2 separate regions of the Mus musculus genome follow, and region 2 is linked to region 1. The links are chromatin contacts, called in public HiChIP or PLAC-seq maps. All regions are on one chromosome and are shown on one strand. Each heading gives the region's core, a stretch centred on a gene start, on an enhancer-like site or on the middle of the called end of the contact. The rest is flanking DNA. Distances are from core to core; before and after follow the strand shown.

Region 1 (2,719 bases), core at 144-2,643:
TTGTAACAATGATGATTATTGCTGGACCACGCTGCTCCCAGAGGGTTACAATATCCGTGGGGAGCTGCACTGTCCGTAGGCAAGGTTACATAATTCCCAAAGGGGTGACACTTCCCTGGAGGCCATGGTCTCCCTAAGGAGGAGGCATGAGACTTCTCTCTAGCACCCGTGAGCTGGTTTAAAGGCTGAATAGGAACCCAACAACGGAGAAGTTTGGGTTTGAAGCCTTAAGCACCTATAGCCTGAGCCAGATAGGCCTTCCCTCTTGCTTGCCGCATCTCACGGCTCTGATTCATCATCTTTTCAGTCTCCTAGTCCCCTATCTCTTCCTTTGGTAACTCCGGTTGGTTTATTTTTCATTATTTCCCTGAGACTGTTTAGGTTTAGTTTATGAGAATATAGCTCTGCTTCCCCTCTACCCAGTAGCAGGCTGCCTACCTGCATCCGATCGGTACCCCGATTTCCTGTTTCCCGAGCCTCAGGCTCCATCCATTCCTCCTATCTGCTGCAGCGAACACAGACTTAACACTTCCCCTACGCTCGGGCCTTTGGTCTTAAGCCCTGTCTTCCTCTCTCCTGGCGACCCCCAATGCTCCTCCGGAGCACATTTGTTCAGACTTGGGTCGCCCCCAGCATCCTGGCACTATCTCCGGAACCCCCTGCTCCAGTGTGGAGGTGGGGGTACCTCCGGCCGCGTTCCCAGGACAGCTGCAGCCTAAGGGACAGTGGTGATTGTGGGGGCTCCCGAATGCATTCTGGTCACTTCCTCCCCAGCTGGACTGGGTCTATCAGGAAGGCCAAGACCCCATCTCCACAGGAGTCGAGGGTACAGCCGCCTCCCCATTTCCGATGCTGGGAAATGTTTCCCACCCATTCCACCCCACCCCTGGACAGCTGCCCTCTTTCAGGCTCGGGGTTGAGGGGGTTGGGTAAACTCAGGCTGGGAAATGGCTGTGCTCTTGATCATCCTCCAAGATCCAGACTCCGCCCCCCTGCGGAGAAGACTCTGCCCCTTCCCCACAAAAATTTCTGATCGTCCCCCTTCATATAATTCCTTTCCTCCAAAAAGGTCCCAAAAGAAACTCTGGAGCCAGGAAAGGGCAGAAGAGAGGCAGCAGGTACTGAGTGCTGAAGACTTAAGTTCTTCTGACTTAGAGCCTCCAAGAAGGGTCGTGACCCCCAGGACCTCCCCAGCCCCTCCCTGCCCTTCCTCCCCCCCCCCCCCCCCCCGCCGCGCGGCCCCTTTAAGCCAAGAGCCGGCCGGTCCTCAGTGGCTGCGCGCCGGCAAGCGTGTGTGAGTGCGCGGGAGGGGGCGGGCACAGTGTCTCCATGGCGACGCGGCGGTGACGTCGCCGGCCGGGGGGCGTGGGCGTCCCGGCCCCGGAGTGCGATATTAACCCGGGAGGCGGCGGCGGGGAGGGGAGAGGCTCTGAGAGGCGAGGCCGGGTGCGGCGGCGAGGGCGTCCCAACGGGCGCGGGACGGGACGGGGCAACGCGGGCGCCAGGAGCAGCGGCCCGGAGTTGGGGCGCCTTGCCCCGGGCCCCCCAGCATGAAGACCCCGGCGGACACAGGTGGGGGCGGGGGCAGCACGTGTGGGGGAGACTTGTTGCCCCGGGAAACCGGGAGGGAAAACTTTGGGTGGGGGCTGAAGGGGTTCTGGGGAGCCCGATTGATACCCAGTTCTTGGGGACCCCCAAGCACTCGAGACCTGTTGCTTCTAGAGGCGCGAGCTGGGGTGCTGCCTGGGAGCCCCAATTCTGTGGATCCTTTCGGAATGGTATGGGTGCTGCGGGTGCTGGGCTTTCCCTTCCCGGACTCGGCAACCTGGGTTCTCCCGGGATCACTGGGGTGGCAGAGTCCCCTCCCTGTCGTTCTGTCACGTTGCACTCCGGGGGCCGGGACGTGTGCGGTGCGAGGTGGGGGTTCTGTACAGGGACCCGCTATGCTCGGTTCTGCGCTGCGCGGTCCGGCCCGTGACCTTCACGGCAGCGCGTGCCCAGCACCCGGTGAGCGGGATACGGGATGGCCTGGAGCTGGGCGTGAGAGGGGAACACGGGACTCGGGGTCCGGGCTGCACCGCCCCTCCCCCGTCCGTCTCCTCGCTCCCCCGCCCGGACTGAGTCGCAAAGTTCCAAAGCGCAGCCCGAACGTTCGAAAAAGGAACTTTTTGTTTCCGACCTTAGAACGCGCGGCTTTAAGGTGGCTCAGGGGAGACTTGGGTACCCTCCTCCGGCGCGGGCGGAGGCTGGGAGTTGAGGAGGGTGGGAAAGATGGGGGGGGGGGGGGGAATGCAGAGGCTCTCCCTTCGTCCTTCCCCCTCCCCGATCCTGCGCTTCTTTCAGCGGGCCGTCTTTTCCCTCCGCCCCTCTCTTCCCCGCCAAGTTGCTCCTCCTTAAGGGGCCAGGATTCCCCTCCCCCCCCATCGCCGGGCGGGGGGCAGCAGGATTAACCCCCCCTCCCACTCGGACTTTCCCCCTTCCCCTCCCCCGCCGCCCCCGGGCTCGCACAGGCTGGACTTTGCGCCCGGGCGCGCGGGGGGAGGGGGCCTCGCCGCCCCCTGCCCGTCTGCCCCGTCGGAATCCGGCCCGGGGCGGGGACGAGGGGAGGGGGAAGGGGGCCGGGCGCCGCTGTTCAAACTTGTTTCCTTCCCCCGGCGGCGGCCGCGGCTCCGGCTCCTATGTGCGGGTGTGTGCCCCGACCGGCCCACCCACCCCACCT
Region 2 (2,700 bases), core at 183-2,682, 660 kb after region 1:
GATCTGCCTGCCTCTGCCCCATGAGTGCTGGGATTAAAGGCGTGCGCCACCACACTCACGGTGTAATTTTTAAAATATTCATAAAGGAACTTGAGAGAGAGACTCAGTGCTTAACAGCACTAGCTGGAGCAGGGCTTGGTGGTGCATACCACTGATTCAAGCACTGGGGAGGCAGAGGCAGAGGCAGGCAGACCTCTGTGTCTTGGAGGCCAGCCTGCTCTATAGCCAGAGCTATGTAGCAAGACCCTGTGTCAAAAAAAAAAAAGCAACACTGCCTGAACAATAGCAATGTTTAAGCCGGTTTCCATTGGTTCTCTAATATACTTATATAATATAAGACACTGAGGCCCATAACTGTAAGGTGACTTCTTCATCGTCACACGACTAGAAATTGGCAGAGTCCAGCGCAAACCAGTTACTCAGCCCCACCAAATAACTCCCGTGACTCCCAGGGTTGACCAGACGTCATGGATTATCCGGCTGAGTGCGGAGGACTTTTATGAGCACATCACAGGCATACTAGCGCTGGGCAGGAAGTTGTACTGTCGCTGCCTGGAAGTAGGCCAAGCACTCAATGTCACCCTTGGCCTGGCACTCCTAGGCCACCTAGGGAGGGGCAGTAGGTAGCACGGGGTGCTAGGCGTGGTAAATGTCGGTGAAGGGTGCCTAAAGTACTATGCAAGTGCCTTCGGGGGGTCAACTGAGTACTGCCCCTTGCCCTTTCTGAAGAAATAGCCAAACTTTCTGTAAAGGCTTGGAGGAATAGAATCGAATCGACCTGAGCTTTTTGAACGGCTCCCAAAGGCTGAATTCAGACTATACATGGAATTCTCAATGCAAGGCCAAAGAGACACCTCAGTGGTTAAAGGCAGCTGCAGCCAAGCGTGAAGATCTGAGTTCGATTCCTGGGACCCACAAGGTGGAAAGTGAGAACTGAGTCCACAAGAGTCCACAAGAGTCCACAAGTTGTCCTCTGACCACCACACTCAAACACATCCACAATGACAAACAAGTAACTAAATGTAATTAACATTTGAAAGAAAATAACAGGGGCAGTAACAAAAAGAAACCGGAGTGGGAATGTGGGGAAGGGGTGGGGGAGCGGGCCTGTGCAGTCTGTCTTAGCAAGGCACTTGGGAGGTGAAGACATGAGGACTACCAGTTCATGGCTATTCTCGGCTATGTAGGGAGTTTGATGCTAGCCTGGGCTACTTGAGACCCTATCACAGGAAGGAGAAAACAGGAGGGATTAACCACATCCTTACAGATGTGCACTTTCCTAGCTAGGATCCTTAGGCGGATAGCTTCGCGCTTGCTCACTAACTTGCCAGCTGGGTGGTTCAGTCATTCCCTCCTTCCATCACATCTTCCCCCTCTGCAGCCTCTTGCTGGCCGAGAGTGCGCATGCGTGCCGACGCCCCCTCCAGCCCCGGATGGGAGGAGGGGATGGAAGTGAAGCTGGGCCCTACGGCTCGGCAATCTCCTTCCCGCTCTTCTCTCCTCCAACGGCGTCCCAGCGCCCGCTGGGAGGTGCAGGTCCGAGGGCTACAAGGTAGCTCACGAGGCTTAATTGAGACGGGAGGGTTCCGGAGCCCCACCCCCGGGGAGGGACCGCCCTGCAGGTGAGAAGGGCTGGGTCCTGGTCTCCTGGAGATGGATTGGGGGCTGGCCGCTAGGATCTCTCCGCGAAGGGTAGATATGGATCTCGGTGCTCTGGTTTTTGAGGAGTGCATGCGATGCCAGACGTTTGGGACTCCCTCCATGAAAGTCTATATTCTGGGTCTCTAGGTGGTTCTATAAGCCACACCTTCCTTTCGTCTTTTTCTCCAGGTTTCCCTAATTCTCTGAGTCCCCAGTTCTATGCCAGAGATGCGATTTAGCGACACAGCATCAGTAGGCTGAGACTAAAGACAGGGTAAGCCCCCCTTTCTACTAGAATCCCTTCCACTGTACCCAAAGCGCTTCTGGGACAGGGTGGCCAAGGGCACACCCACTGCGCTCAAAGACCAGCCCCTGGGCTTGGGTGGCCGGGCCACTGACTGCTCTTTTTGTATAGCCCCGCCCACTCCAGATTTAGCGGTCCCGCCCACTCTGAGATAGCCCCACCCCACCCAGTGAAAAGATTATCTCTTGGTTTTATTTTCATATCCCCTCCTAGTGTGTACTTAGGCTCCACCTTCCAGCCTTCTGCTCTTGAGTTAGGACTAGACTTAACCAACAGCCTGGTTCTAAACAGACTGGCCTTTTGATTTTAGGCCCGCACCCCTGTCTCCATGAACTTGTTAACCACTGGCGCCATCCTCGCCCCTTGCCCAGCTGCCCCTTGGTCCCTCTGCCAGCAAGATGCTGGGTGGAAGCGTGAAGTCCGAGGTCAGGGCCTCGGAACCTAGTCCCACCTGTCAGGACCCGGAGACCAAAGGTGAGAGCAGCCCAGGTTCTCATAGGGATCATTCCCCAGGAGTGACAGCCCAGGAGAACCAACGTAATGACCATTGGGGCCACCACCACCACTACCCTTAGCAGATTGTGGGGGATTATGGGTAGTGTTGGAAATGGACACTTTAGAAGCTTTCGGCACTGGCTTGGCAACTCTTTGAGGCGCTCATAGGACGTGGGGTCAGAGGGCAAGCAGAAATGTCCTCGAGTGGGACACCAGTGTGACACTTGCCTCCTCGGACACTTTGAGATACCCCTCTAGTA

The links. HiChIP or PLAC-seq counts read pairs in DNA pulled down with a chosen protein or histone mark.
Region 2: a FOXA1 HiChIP or PLAC-seq map of pancreatic cancer cells shows a contact between it and region 1. The contact joins the promoter of Zfp575 here to the promoter of Erf in region 1. A contact is called at or near these places in 1 of 39 promoter capture datasets (liver) and 1 of 115 datasets of contacts at active chromatin or transcription factors (pancreatic cancer cells).

The regions. Positions count from the first base shown.
Region 1 is chr7:25,249,432-25,252,150 of GRCm38.p6, reverse strand. It overlaps Erf (Ets2 repressor factor), which reads left to right and starts at 1,393. Exons shown (of 4, transcript NM_010155.3): 1 at 1,393-1,572. The coding sequence starts at 1,551.
Region 2 is chr7:24,586,373-24,589,072 of GRCm38.p6, reverse strand. It overlaps Zfp575 (zinc finger protein 575), which reads left to right and starts at 1,432. Exons shown (of 4, transcript NM_001033205.3): 1 at 1,432-1,622; 2 at 1,831-1,915; 3 at 2,256-2,419. The coding sequence starts at 2,344. It also overlaps a transcript of Ethe1 not described here.